2 separate regions of the Mus musculus genome follow, and region 1 is linked to region 2. The links are chromatin contacts, called in public Hi-C maps. All regions are on one chromosome and are shown on one strand. The core of a region is the stretch at or near the end of the contact, and the rest is flanking DNA. Distances in the headings are between cores, read along the strand shown.

Region 1 (7,580 bases), core at 3,035-5,534, 480 kb before region 2:
CCCACTCCCCACAAACACCCTAAGCTAATTCAGACACAGAGCCCTTGGTCGCAGCTCCCTGCCCAGCCAGGTATACCACCACCACCCCCAAGGCAGCCTCAGGCGGACCCAAAGCCTCTGGGCTGAGAGCCAGGGCTGCATTCCTTCTGCCCAACCCACTACCAGCCTCCTGGGCAGTCCAGGTTCCAATTGTCGTCCCCCCACCCCACCCCCAGAGAAAGACAAGAGCAGAGCTGGGGAAGGACCCTGCGTGCTCTGTGTCACCACAACAGCATTCTGGAGGTGGCTTCTTGGCCCAGCCTGGGCCTTCCTTGGAACTCTAGGATATCTGAAAATAGAAAAGGAGAAGAGAAAGCTGTGGTCTGTGTTGTGGGCAGAGGAGAAGCTGGGTGGGGGTAGGGGTGAGCCTGTGGACAGAGGGCCCTGGGACACATCAAACCTGACCTCCAGCCCCCTCCCCCACCTGCTCTGCACCCCTTGAGTCTCTCTGCAGTCACCCACCTACACCTCTATTCAACAGAGCAGTAGACTGAGCCCCATCCCCACCCCCACAGGAAAGGTTGACCAAGAACACATTACAGAGCTGAGCCCAGAGCTTCTGGCCCCCAGAACTCTCCCAGTAGGCTCTCAGGATAGAGTCTGTTTGAGGCCTTGATTTCTGCTTACCTGCCCTGAGGGTCAAGTTCAGGTGGCCCACTCCAAAACCCTGGAGTGCCTTTCCTCTCAGAACCAGAGTTCAGCCTGTGCCTGGAAACCCTGAACCCTGGCTCCCTCCCAGGGGCTTCCTCCCTCCTCCCTCTTCCTTCTTCCCTCCTCCCTCCTCCTTCCCTCCTCCCTCTGCTCTTTGGATGACCTCTACCCAGGCAATCTTCCTTCCTCTTTTTCAGGCCCTCTCTCCCCACCCAAGCCTGGGCTCAACAGAGATGGGGACAGACATGAAGGGAGATGCCAGCTCTAGGTCCCAGCCTCCCAAACAGCAGTGTGTGGACCTCAAACAGCAGTTGACAGAAGGATAGGGCTACCCTGTGTGCAGCCTCCTCCCTTTCCCCTACCTAGTGGCAGATGGGGGCTACATGTGTGCTGGTTCCTCCTCCTCCCATGACAGATGGGGGGCTACCCTGTGTGCAGGCTCCTACCCCCTCCTTAGTGGGGTTATCATGTATGCCATCATCCCCTCCCCAGGACATGGCCTCCTCCTAGGAAGGCCCTGGGGCCTGTGAAAATGGAATCTAATTTTCTAATCTTCAGAACCTGTGGTACATTGCTTCCTGTCTTCCTGTGCCTCACGGCCCTTTAGAGACAGGCGAGCTGCCGCCAAGCCCCTTTCAAGAGGCCATTCAGGAGCCAGAGTCCTGCCTGGCTCTTCCCATGTGCCCGTGGGAGATTCGCCTGTGAGCTTCTCTACCATGGAGGTAATTAGGCACACAAGATCTAAATGAGAAACAAGATAGCACACAGGCTTGGCCCTGAACCTAGAGCGCAGCTACTAGCTGAGTCTGCGTGCTTAAGGAGGTAACAGGCTCTTGATTAGACCTGTGCCTTCTGCATTCAGATCCTTTTCCAGATCTGGTTTTTAAGTTCCATTCTGTAGTGAGGAATTAAAAATTAACTTAATAACTGGCTGCCTAATGTTTACTCTGTCTGAGCACCAGGATAGGAAAGAACAGGATTGACAACGGCTTGCCCCTCTCAGACAACTGACAAGGCTGTGGAGATGATAGGAGGGGCAGAAACATACAGAAAAGGCGCCTAGCTTACCCCTAATGCTCTTCCCGGAGAAAGCAGCATGTGCAAAGGCCCTGGGGTTGCAGAGAGGGGCCTCTGGGAAGTAGATGGGAACTGTGTAATAATGGCTAAGACTCTACCAATGCATATAAGCTGCACGACATTCTACATTCTAGGTACAGCTGTGTAGTATGGGCTTGACTTCACCCTAAGGCTTCTGGGAAGCTCTCTGGACCTTGTAGATACTATGTCTCCTCAGAACAGAAGGATGTGACTCAGGGTGGGCTAACCACACTTCTATTGTCTTAGAGTGGGGGACTGGCCATGGGAGAAACCAAGTGCATAGCTTAAGTCATGGGGCTTTGCGTCAGGCAACATCCCTCAGTCTGGAGACAGAGAACGAATGTGGGGACACCAGCTGGCCCCTCAGTGACGCCATGCAAATCATCTCTGAACTTGGAAGCGCAGGTGAACTTGATCTCCCAGCCACACTCCATGCAGACTACCACATCCTTGCTCAGCACATCCAGACATGACCCTCATTCAGCATAACTTATTAGATGGAATTTCTTCCCACCCTAAAGAGAACCCCCTGAAGGAGACACAGTTGCCTTTGTTTTGTAGAGTAGGGCACTGAGTCAAGCAACCTGACTGAGGTCACAGAGCACCTAATAACAAAAGTGGGCTCTGAATGTGGGAGTCAGGAACTGGAACGTGGGCCTGGACCACTATGAGGTACTGCCCAGCCAGGGCTGCCTGCAGGGAGCAGGGGAAGATGGGCCTGGAGCTGAGCTGGTCTTACAAGATGGATGGCAGGAGATGCATTCCATAGCTGCCTAACAGGTCTGGGGTCCCCAGAAAATAACCACACAATCACAAGTATTTCAGCAGGGCAGTAAGTTTGATTTGTGCAGAGGGTGCATCCAGTGTGGGTCCTGCTGGTGCAAATGGGGTCCACCTCACATCCTTACATAATGGCTCTCTTAAAGTGTCACAGCCGACAATCGGGATGTGATTTTTGAGCACCTAGTACACATATTTTTCATTTCAAGAAGTGCTGACCTTGGGGCTAGAAACATGGCTTCCAGAACCTTCACAGAGAGACCCAACCACCCGAAACTCTAGTCCTAAGGGATCTGACGCCCTCTTCTGGCCTTCCTGGGCATCAGGAGCACGGACAAGCTTTAGGCAAAACACTCACACACATAACAAACACAAACCCAAATTAAGAAAAGAAGTGCTGACATGGAAGGAATTTGACTTTCTGCCAAGTAGCTTCTCTCCATTTGTTTTTAAATGAAATGTGTCTTGTTTAACCCTTGGATAGAAAAGATACTGAGTTTCTCTTTTACATTTTCCACACAGTCTGGATTTGAAATGCAGAGAAAGGAAGAACAGATTATGAACTTCAGGCTTCTGCACACACAGCCAGGGTTCTGAATACCCATGCCTAGGAAAAACAAAACGCAAGCCACGTGACAGAGTCGATACCTCAGTAAAAGTCCTTAGTGCAACATTGCAGGGGAAACTCCCCTACACAGGACAGTATTCCGAAGTGACCACCAGGTGGCAGCATAGGCCACCTTTTTCGTGTCTGCTCAGGCAAGGCAGGCTGGAAAAGGAGGTTTCCTGCTAGCCAGGCTGGAGAAACCACTGGTACAACTGGAATAGGACCTCTGCCAGGGCCTCTAGGAAACAAATTCCTGCATGCACAGAGTCCAAAGGGCCCGGTGGAAAAGGCACGAGAAGTGGACTCCCACACGGCTTAGCCAGAGCAGGTGTCCTATGCGGTGAGGCTTGTTAGGAAATTTACATTTTCACCTCTAAGAACTGTAACCTGGAAACAGATTTTGAGACATTTTGTTGTCTGAGTCACCCCCAACTCTACCCATGGTGTAAAACTGAGACCAGTTTTACACTGGCATGGCCTGCTATTGCTGGAGTGGAATTGGGGAACCTGCTTGAGCAGCCTGAAACCGTTCTCTTACCTGCCTTCATCCTTATCACTCCCTTGCCTTGGCCACTCACCCAGCCACCACCAGGCCATCTGTGCACATCCTTAGCATTTCCAGGGGAACTCTCTCCTGCCCCTCTCCCACCCCCTTGAGTGAAACCCCCCTAACATCAGCCCTTGGAGGCGTCCCAGGAAAGGCTTCCCGATCCCCTCCCCCACACTGTCCTGTTATTTGCATCTCAGCCGTGCAGCAGGTACCAAGCACTTGGAACAAGCAGAACCTGAGTGTCCAGAGCAGGGGACTATGCTCGACTGCCCGAGGGTGGCTTGCCCGGGCTCCCCCAAGTGGAAGCCCCGCAAAGAGACCAGGGCAAATGGAAATGTGCGGCTTCTGAGATCACTGTTAATGCAGAGGTGGTAACAGACAGCCTGTTAGCTCATCACAGGTCACATACAGGAAACCTCCCTGGCTGTCTGTACATTCACTGAGCACTTACTATCTGTGGGCACTGTTCCAGGCCTTGTGATCAGCATGAGGAAGACAGAGGGGTGGGGCTGAATTCCAGACAATGTGCACCCAGGGACAACGCTTCATCAGCTCGCCCTGCCATACCCCTGTGACCGTGCCAGGCTGCTTACAGAGGCAATGATTAGCACTACGGCCAGCACACACTGGAGTCCGTTCACTTTGGTGACAGGAGGAAATGACATGCTGCTGCCAGTCCCTCAGAAAAGGCACCGCAGAGGCACAAAAAGACAGAAGGGGCCAGCAAGATGAATCAGCGGGCAAAGGTGCTTGCCACCAAGCCTGACAATCCGAGTCCAATCCCCAGACTCCATAGAGCAGCAGAAGGCTACTCCTGCAAATTGTCCTCTACACACACACACACACACACACACACACACGTGGAGGAAAAAAATCACACACACACACACGTGGAGGAAAAAAATATTTTGGAAAAAAATCAAGAAAGTGGGTTTTCAAACTATGTTCTTCAAAACTAGGGATCTGCAGGACTGTCCAGGGCCACCACCAGGGGACAGGGGACTCAAGCATCAGCCCCTTCCTTGCCACCTTCCACCTTTGCTAGTCACAAATCCATCCTGGGCTTCTCAGGTTGGCTCTTGTTTGAAGAAGAATCCTGCTGGCTCAGGAAAGGCAAGAGGTTTGGCCAGAGTCACACAGTCGGTCGGTCGAATGGAAAGCCAAGGCAGACAACAATCAGAACCTGAGGTCAGAGATCAGCCTGGAGCTCCCAAGTCAGGGCCAGAGACAGTAGAACACAGGTAGAACAGGAAGCCGCAGAAACAGGAGCCTGAAACCAAAGGAGGATGAAGTTGTCATGATGTGGGATCTGGAGGTCAGAGGCAAAGGTTCAAGGTCACATCCCACTGTCAGAGGTCAATGAGAGCCATTCCCGTATCAGGGCTGCATCCAGTTGGTATTCACTGAGCATATATGTGTGGGCATAGAAACTATAATCCATGGTCATGAGCAAAGCAAAGCCTTTGCTCTCCCTCAGCTACCTGGAGTGCAAGGTAAACAGAAGAAATAACTGCTAGCCATCTAAGCAGAAGGAAGGACTGCCTGTAGGTGGGCTGGTTCCTATGGGGTGGTCAAGGAGGGCCTCCCTGAGGAGGTGACATTTGAGCTCCAGTCTGTCTGAACCTGGGCCAGCTGCTCAGCTCCTACCCTGAAAGCCAGCAGATCCACTCTGGAAGGAGAGGATGCCAGAGGGGCAGGAAGTCTGGCCCCCTGTAACCATATCCCCAGGAAGGAGGAAGCCTGGACTTCGCTTTCAGCAGCCCTATTCATCAAGGCCCAGCTCTAACCTCAGGCAGTACCCAAGGCTCTGCCTGGGGAGGAGGCAGGGAGGGAGAGAGGGAAGAGGGAGGGAGGGTAGCAGGGAGAGAGCCCTGGATTCCCTTGCAGACAATAAATGCTTCCAGGTTCCCGGGAGCATTTTTCGGGTCACTGCCGCATCTGATCTCAATTACCCTCGGTGTAGGGTTCCCGGGTGGGGGGCAGGGGTGGAGAGGAGCCGGTTCCTCCATGATCAGAATCTCTAGGCCCAGCCAACCAAGGCACTTCAGGATAGGTCCCCAACATGTCAGTAGGCGGGAGACAGAATCGCCAAAGAGAGGTCCAGGTCCAACTGTGCGTGGAGGTCATCTTACTTCACAACCATTTTGCTGTGTGACCTCAGCCATTTACTGGACATCCCTGGGCCTCTGATTCTTGGGAATTCGGTAACAGTGTGCAGCTGGTTCACCCTCATAGTTAATTAGTTATGAATTTATTAATCAATAATTAAATAATTATTAATTAATTACCACCCTCACTAATACCTAGACTAGTGTTAATCGAATCTACTACAACACTCAGCCACAAAGGTCTTAGGCACACAAGAGAGAAGGCCCCTGGGATTGCCAAACTTCTGAGCTAGCAAGACTTTGTGACTGGCAACCTTAAGGCAATATCATCTTCTCCCAGGCCTCAGTTTCCCCATCCATCACAGTGCTGGTGGGTAAAAATCTGCCCAGGAGAGGGTCCTTCAGGATCTAATGTAGGAAGCCCCTTTTGCAGCAAGAGACCTCACTAGAGCCCTGTTACTAGTTTCTCTTTAGCTAGTAAAACTCCACTTCGAGGGTGGGCTGAGGAGTGAGCATGCTGGAGGGAGTTAAGGGCATCTTGGGTCTGACCCCGAGCTGGGCTCAGGGGAAATTAAGGAAGACTGCAAACAGGGATTCGAACCTAGATCCATGAGCGAGCTTCAGGGCTGAGCGGATGCCAGGGGTCAGCGGAGCGCGTGTTGCAGGCGGGCGCTGCTCTCTTCTCCCCAGTGCGCGCGAACCGGGAACTCCCCTCCGGCCTCTGCCAGGGAACAATGCCCGGCTTCCTGCCGCCCGGCGGCCGCCGGGAAACGGGTCCCCCGTGCAGGTACAGGAGGTCGCGCCCCGGGAGACCGCAGGGGGGATCCTCCGCGGCCCGCTAGGCAGCGCGCAGCAGTGCTCTGGGAGGCCCTGCCGAGATGCTCAGCGCACCCGCACCCGCACCCGCACCCGCACCCGCACCCGCACCCGCACCCGCACCCGCACCCGCACCCGCAGTGCCAGGCACTGGCCCTACTCTTCGGAAGCAGCGCTCTGTTTTTGCACAGCACCCGAGCTTCAGCCATGCTGCTTCAGCGAACACAAGCTTGGGCCTCTGCAGCAACCCAAGCCCTTGGCTAGACACTGGGAACTGGGGCACCTGATCTAGCAACCTAGAGAGAAAGAAAGCCAGCCATGGGCTTGTCAATCACGGTGCAAGCAAGAGGACCTTAGTTCGAATCCCCAGCATCTACATAAAAAGCCATCCAGGTGCCTGTGCCTCTGCAACTTGCGTGTGAGAACAGAGGCAGGTGGATCATAGGCATTCACTGAAGTGTTCTATGGTCTCTGAATGACTGCGTGGGCACACACCACTACACCACAAAAACATACATAATACACTCAAAATGAATGATGTCTTACATTAAAGTTACATTATACTTTATAGAGCGCAGTAAGGAGGAGACTGGCATGGAGACAGGGCTGCTCTGAATAAAGTCGTTATTAATAATTTAGCTTTAAGGCGACATTTAGCAACAATGCACAGAGCATGCATCACTAATAAACAGGTGACTCTCAAGAGCAGATACAGCACACCAACCAATCCAGACACTGCACCATTGTTTATATGCATGCACCCACACAGCCACATACATCTAAGCACTATACATGTACAAAACGTGTGTCCACTGTGTCTGTACTGTACACAAGCCAGCCCGTGCCCTGCTCCTTGAGTGACTGTCATTATTCTGTGTAGGTTCATCTATGTCATAGATCTCAACTATGTGATCCCTAATTTCAGAAGTCA
Region 2 (7,277 bases), core at 3,799-6,298:
GTTAAAGAGACATGGCAACTGAATGCAATCCCTGACCTTAGACTTGGGTGTTGGGGGGAAAGAATATAGAAGGACATAACAGGGTCAACCGAGGAAACTAAAAACCAAGCTGAGAGCTGGAAACAGCACCAAGGTTTAACTGGGAGCGCCGGAAGCAGGGAAGGATCAGGGGAAGGAGCCGTGGTATGTAACTAGCCTTCAAGGAATTCAGGAGGAGTGTGTGTGTGTGTGTGTGTGTGTGTGTGTGTGTGTGTGTGTGTATGTGTGTGTGTGTGTGTGTGTGTGTGTGTGTGTGTGAGAGAGAGAGAGAGAGAGAGAGAGAGAGAGAGAGAGAGAGAGAGAGAGAATAATGATAAAACAGACAGGGTTAAACGTTCATGGCATTTTGGGGAAAAAAGCCACACAGTGTTCCTTGTTGTTGATTTCAACAGCTAATCTGTAAGTGTGAAATTATTACCAAAGCGAATGTCCAAAGAAACACAAAATCATTCAGAATTCAAGGTGTGAAAGTTTAAACCATCTGCAAGTCTAATCATTAAAAATAATAATAAAGTAACAGTGAAAGGTGATATTTGTAGAGAACTGTGTCCACAGTCTACTGACACGTGGAAAGAGCAAACCTGTTAGTGCAATACCAAGAGCGCATCTAATCAACATCGGCTACTCAGGAGGACTCCAGGCAGGGGCATCTTGAATGTGGTACTAGCCTGGGCATCATTTCAATTAGGATTTTTGTTGTTGGTGGTGATGGTTTTGTTGCTCTGGTTTTTGTTTTGTTTGGTTTGGTTTTGTTTGGTTTGGTTTTGTTTGGTTTTGTTTGGTTTGGTTTGGTTTGGTTTGGTTTGGTTTGGTTTGAGCTAGGGTTTGGTCATGTGAACCTGGCTGACATGCAGGGGTTTGTTGTGTATGCTCTGTAGACCACTAGGCTAGCTTCAAATGTGCAGGGATCCTTCTTGTCTGTCTCTACCTCCCGAGTACTGGGATTGCAGGCATGCCCAAACATGCTTTGCAAAACAAACCAATGAGCATATAAATGGGGGTGGGGGTGGGTGGGAGGGGAGGGGTGGGAGGGTGTAGCGAGGGGGTGGAGGGGAGGTGGTGGAGGACCTGGAGCAAATGCTCAGTGGTTAAGGGCAGGGACTGACCCACAGCACCCATTATCAGGTAGGTCACAGCTGCTTGTAACTCCAGCCCCAGGGCTTCTGTGCCATTTCCTGAACTCCAAGTGCATCTTTGTGCACATGTACAAAACACATAGGTATACATACATACATACATACATACATATATACATACACACAAAAACATAGACACACACATATACATACACATAACTATAGACACACATACATATATATATATACACATAGACACACACATACACAGAGACACATAAATATATGCGTAATTTAAATTTAAAACCAAACCCAAAACTATTGCTAGAGAGATGGCTCAGTAGTTAAGAGACTGGCTGTTCTTTCAGAGAACCTTGGTTTGATTCCCAGCATTACATGACAGCTCAAAACCATGTGTAACTCCTGTTCCCAGGGACCCACACCCTCCTCTGACCTCTGTGGGCACTAAGCATGTATGTGGTACACATATATACATGCAGGCACTCACCCACACTCATATTTTGTTTTTAAAAATAAACATTAAGGATCTTTTTAAAATTGATTAGTACATATCATGGTTCTAATTTTGCCTTTACAATACTAGTCTGGGCTATGCACAGCAGCGCACATCTGAAATTCAAGAACTTGGGAAAAAGGAGTTGGGGGATCTCAAGTTTGAGGTCAGCCTTAGCTGCATGCATAGTGAGACTTTGTCTTGAAATAATAAAATGGAAATTAGGTTGTATGGGCAAGAGCAAAGCTATCTTGATGGCTGTAAACAATAGATTTGTCTATACTGAGAGGGCTTTGTAGGCAGTGGACCCCTTTCAACATGACTTCATCCTGCTTAGTATTTGATTGTTTTAAAAGTTTTAAATTATGTGTAGAAGTAAGTATCTGTGTGCAAGTATGCGCACATGAGAGCAGTACTCATGGGGGCCAGAAGAGGGCAGCAGAGTCCCTGGAGCTGGAGTTTACAGGTGGTTGTGAGCCTCCTGGTATATGTGCTTAAATTGAACTTAAGTCCTTTGCCAGAGCAGTGTGTGCTTTTAAGCCCTCCAGCCCCCAACTTCTATTTTGTTTTTGTTTTTTTATTTTTAAAGCTGGTTTTAGGAAAATACATGAGATTTCAACATCGGCAAGGTGAGTTACAAGTCTCCGGAATCTGTATCCTGCTTTTCCTTGGCCTTGAATTCCTTTGGTGTAAGTTCTGAAACGATAACACTCTGTGATCTTTGTCCTGCAGAATAAATGGTGTCTGCTGGAGTGCCCTGGAGACAGACTGACTTTGCATCTATTTGTAAGATTTGTTTTATTGAAATTACCAATTGTCTGTACGCACAGCTCTTTGAATTCTCCTCTGAATTGGCTGTGACAACTGACTGGATTCTTCATTAATTAGTGAATTAAAAAAAAACACTAAACATATGTTCATCTTATATTTGTGTGTAAGTCTTGGTTGTCAAAAAAAAAAAAGTCTGCTTTCACACAATTGCTACTTTCTGTCATGAAAGGGTAAAAGCTGTAAACATTTTGTAAGAGACCTTTCTGAGACTGAGGCCTTCTCCCTCCAGACTCGAAGAGTGTGGAGTCCCCTGACCTCATGGGTCTCTCTGTGGGCAAAGCCAATCTTCACACATCAGCAATGTGTGGGCTCCCCCTATAACTGCAGGGCCCCTCTCTAGCCCTCAGGGCCTCGGTGCCAACCTTTTGGCTGGTGGGAAGGACAGGCAGAAGGGCAGACCTTGGTCCCCAGAGAATCAGGTGATTTGAGTAGCTGGACCTTTGAAGGGCTGTTTGTCTTCTTATTTCAAGACACTCAGAAATAAATGACAACCAGGAGTCACAAAGATAGCAGTCAATTCTAAACATGGATGTGGAAGACATGACCATCTTCCTATGAATTCAGCAGACAGTGTAATATAGCCATAGCTCAGGATTTCGGTGTGCCGCAGACCAGCAGACAACCCACCTTGGTCACAGGTCTGGTAACTACTCAATCCAGACAGTGTGATGCTCACTGGGTTGGTCAGGTTTGAGAAGCCCTGTATGCCCACCTCTCTCCCGCCGACACCAACCACGCCTTCCCTCCTGCCAGCTGCTGGGGAAAGCAGCATCTGTCTTGTATCTTTATTTTGTATTCTGCCACTTCCCTAAGCAAAGACCATTTGGGGGATGGGAAATTTTAAGAAAATCCCATTTTGTTTTGTTTTCTTGCCCGTGTCCCTCGGGAAGTACAATGAGCTTCTTTTCTGCCGTTTCTTCACCACCTCTTACTTCCTTCCCCATTAAGGAAGTGATGGGGGGGGGGGTCTAATGCTTCGCTTTTAGAGATTGTACTGACTTTTTTCAGTGCAAGGCAAGCCCTCTACCACTGAGCTCCAGGTATTTTTTAATTGGATTTTCATCATAAACACAAAAACATGTTGAGGGAAAAAAATGTAGAGCGCATACGTAAGCCAAGAGGACCACACTCAGCATCCCTAGGTCAGCATCTGATCCACATCTTGGCATTTCTCTCTTTGATGATCCCAAGTGTGACTTTAGGTTTTATTGTGAAATTATTCTTCTTAAAGATCTTATTTTAAGCCATGTGCTTAAAAGTGTTTGCGAGCTGCTCGATGTGGGTGCTAGGAACCAAATCGAGGTCCCCTGCAAGGGCAGGATGCACAGTTAACCATGGAGCCGTCTGTCTCTCCCGTCCTTGGAAATGCTCCTCGATCCTCCTATAGTCCTATAAAGACCACTTGTTTGTTCCTCAAATGCAGTCCTCCCTGAAGACGTCCCTGCAGTACAGGCACTACCTTCTTCATTTTACAGCAAGGAAACTAAGAATGGAGCGCTTTTCCATGATGCTAAGACCATGTTGCCAATCAATAGCCATTAAGGCTCAAAGCCCACTCTCATGCATGTCCAAACTCAAGCTCTAACCTACCAATTACCATTTCCCAACCCAGGTGTTATTGTGAACATGGTCTAAAACGCTAAACCAGAATCCTCCTGGACATATAATTCCGTTATCAGCGTTTACACTTAATACATTATTTACATCTTTCAATGTCATTTATTATTCTTCTACAAATTTAATGGCTGCACAGCGTTTCATTATATTGGGTATGTTTTATTTATTTTTAAATGGCTCCTCCGTATCCAAACGAGAAATAAAACTGGCTGTAAAATATTCAAACAGCACAAAGGAAGAAGAGAAAGCAGAACACTGACGTTTCCCTTCCCTCTCCCCGGAGCAAACTGCCACTGACGGTGGGGCACGTTGGCCTGTGGTGGGATTCATTGGCTGTTCTTTAAAAGAATGGGGGCACACTGATTGAGAGCCCACTCTTCACTCAGAAGGGCTCAGCAACGTCATTCTAAATCTGTGCACTTCCACTAAGGCCTGAGAATCGAGAATTCGCGTTTAAAGGAAGTCGCGCTTAGCCCTTGGCTTGAACAAACAGTAGAAGAGTTGTAACCGGGGGGTGGGGGGTGGGGGGGGTGGGGGGGGTGTGCGCTGAAAAATGAGGAAAGGAACAAGTTTTAGAGGCTTCAAGCTCAAGAACTCTATTTCAGACAAATCAAGTTTGATGTGAATGAAATCCTCAAGTGGCAATACCAAGCGGGCACATGGTTCTGGTGAAAGTGCAGTGTGTGTGTGTGTGTGGGGGGGGCATTTACATGGAGCAGAGGGTGCGGCAAGGGTCCCTGCTGCTTCTAAAGAGAGCCTATGTTCATCTGTACTTTCCAGTCCCCTTCTCCACTGTCTCCAACCCTGGGTCCGCGTGTCATCCGCCCTGGTTTCTTGCTATGTAGCAGATGGCAAGCTTTCAATGGCCTCAGGGTCCTGGACTACACGTGCTCTCCGAGGGTGTACGCACACAGCCCGGGCTTCTTCTGGAACAGAAGCACTGTGACTCAGTCCTTTCATTGAGGAAATCTCTCTAAAATGAGCAGAAGGACCGAGGCCGGGCTCACTTCCCCTTTTCAGCCCTGTGGCTGGTGTCCCCAGGTCAGAACTCACTGGGTTCCATTTCTCCAGAGAATGATGGCCAGCATATAGTACCGTCCTTTCAGGGCTCTGCGGGGCAGCTGTCCTGGCTCTGACTATACGGTTGTCTATGCTTGGGGGCTCCCACCTAAGCCTCTGGGTAGGATCTGGGCAAGCAAACCTTTCCCGTCAGCTTCCAGTTGACAGTTAAGCAATTTTCTTATCTCCTCGGATCTCCTCCCACATTAATCTTGTCAGTACAATGATGTTTGGGGAGGAGACGAATCACATGTGATCAGGAATCCTCATTTAACTGCAAGACTCGTTTCTTTTAAAAAAAAAAAATCCTGGTAGTGTTATCTGCTTGTTTTTTATACATTTCTCACTGTAGCCTAAACTGGCCTCTGGGTAGGCATTTTCTTTATGTTTCGGTGTAGCCAAGTGTAGGCAATTTCTCATTTGCAATCTGACAGACAGATCTGTTCTCACGAGGGTGAATGCTTGATGGTCCTTGCTTATTAGAAGGCCTAAAAACCCTCCAACTGCTTTTTTCTTTTTCTTTTCTATTTTTTAGGGGTCTGGAGGTGTTTTTGTGCCAGTTTGCTCTGGGCTTCTGTGTGTTCTTGCCCTTGTAAGGCTGAACTGCTCATGTTCAACCCAGGGTTATCGCACATCAGAAGACAGGATCCCAAACACTGACAGATGCGGGACAAACCGCTGGGGACGCAAGGCACTCACTCATCCAGCAGGTACGGCTGAAGTGCTCTCAGTGAGTTCATTTCCAGCTCAGGAAAACCTGACCCTAAAAACCAAGCACTAGATGCGTGGGGTCAGCCAGCCTTAGCCTCCCCTCACTGGTAACCCTGGGCAGAGCAGAGCTCAGCTCTTCTCTCATCAGGTTGCAGATTAATAGGGTCGACCTAGAACCTCTGCAGCAGGAAGCATGGCAGCTCTCAGCTCCCAGGAATCACTGGGGCTCCCAGCCTGTGCAGGTCGGGAGGGCCTTTAAGAGGTCAGCTGCTCCACTCCCAAGCACAGGGCTTTCCACAGAGAGGAGGGGCAGTCCCAGGTCACCCAGGTAGGGGTCATGACTAGAACAACAGTATTAGGTCAAGATCCAGTTACCTGTAGGAAAACAAGCCAGGACACAGATGAAGAAAGGCAAGTCAGGCTTAAAATAGCTAAATAAATCTTTAATATTTCTAATTGCAAATGTACAGAAATTGCACAGCCACACGGAGTCTTCGAACACCAACAACTTCTCTGTACATTATTACAGGGTTAAAAGTCTCGACTGGAGGGAAGGGCTCCGGCCGATCCAACCTTTGCATTTTTCCTTTTCACATACTTACAAAAGGGGGAGCTGGGCACAGTGGGGGATCGGGTAGCCTTGTGGCCGAGTATATAGAAAAGAGGGGCTGGTTCCCTGGACAGTCTGGCTCCCAGACCTATGAGTATGAGGGAGGAGTGTCCCTCGGGCAGGTGCTGGGGTACACGTTGAGCTCTGGCCCTGGTCCCCACCCCTACTCCTGGGCAGTCAGAGGTCTTCACTCAGAGGAAGTTTGGCAGTTTCCTTCACCCTAACACACAAGTTGAACAAAAAGGTCAGGTGTCTGTGTTGGCAAGGGTGGGGCCGCTCTCTCCATCAGATCTTGGGTGTCAGTGGCCAGGGTCTTCCCAGAGCAGGGCCTCTGGCAACTCCAGCCCTTGCTGTAAGCAGAGCTCAGACGCCCCAAGCCGTTGCTGTGGGCAGGAGGATGCTTTACTGGCCCCACTGGGGCATTTGCCCCCATCAACCTTCCACCCAAACAGCATGCTTGAAAGCCAACGAATCAATGCCCCGGGCAGGAAACAGACAGACAGACACCTAGACTGCAAAGCTCTTTGTCCTGCCCAGCACCGTTCTCCAGGCTCTAATATCAACCGTGAGAGCAGTGTCCTGGCCAGCCCTCGCAGCACCAGGACTAAAGGACTATGTACATCCCTTGGGTGAAATAGTTCCATTACAGTCAAACACCAAGAACATTTACAAAAAAAAAATTTACAAAAAAAATATTGCAGACTTGCAATTAAGATAAAAATCTGTGGAGAGTCTGTACACTTTTACAGTTTTTGCACTAGGTAAATAAGGCTCTCGGCCTGAGAGCTAACAACCCCACCAGAGGGGGCCATTGCATCTG

What was found. Hi-C and Micro-C count contacts between places; a contact is called where the count stands out from the background.
Region 1: a contact with region 2 is called in a Hi-C map of the N1E-115 cell line, with 3 times the contacts expected there. The contact joins two enhancer-like sites. A contact is called at or near these places in 2 of 484 Hi-C or Micro-C datasets (the N1E-115 cell line and embryonic stem cells).

Annotation. Positions count from the first base shown.
Region 1 is chr2:36,209,940-36,217,519 of GRCm38.p6, reverse strand. It overlaps a transcript of Ptgs1 not described here. Among named protein-coding and RNA genes, the nearest start is that of Ptgs1, 17 kb to the left of the region's middle. Within about 2 kb of position 4,284, at least 32 of the 459 cell types and tissues checked have an H3K27ac peak or open chromatin away from gene starts, as enhancers often do. A contact at or near this core is called in the N1E-115 cell line, where this site is marked.
Region 2 is chr2:35,729,987-35,737,263 of GRCm38.p6, reverse strand. Dab2ip (disabled 2 interacting protein) reads right to left here. Exons shown (of 16, transcript NM_001114124.2): 16 at 6,270-7,277. Among named protein-coding and RNA genes, the nearest start is that of 9030204H09Rik, 86 kb to the left of the region's middle. Within about 2 kb of position 5,048, at least 70 of the 459 cell types and tissues checked have an H3K27ac peak or open chromatin away from gene starts, as enhancers often do. A contact at or near this core is called in the N1E-115 cell line, where this site is marked.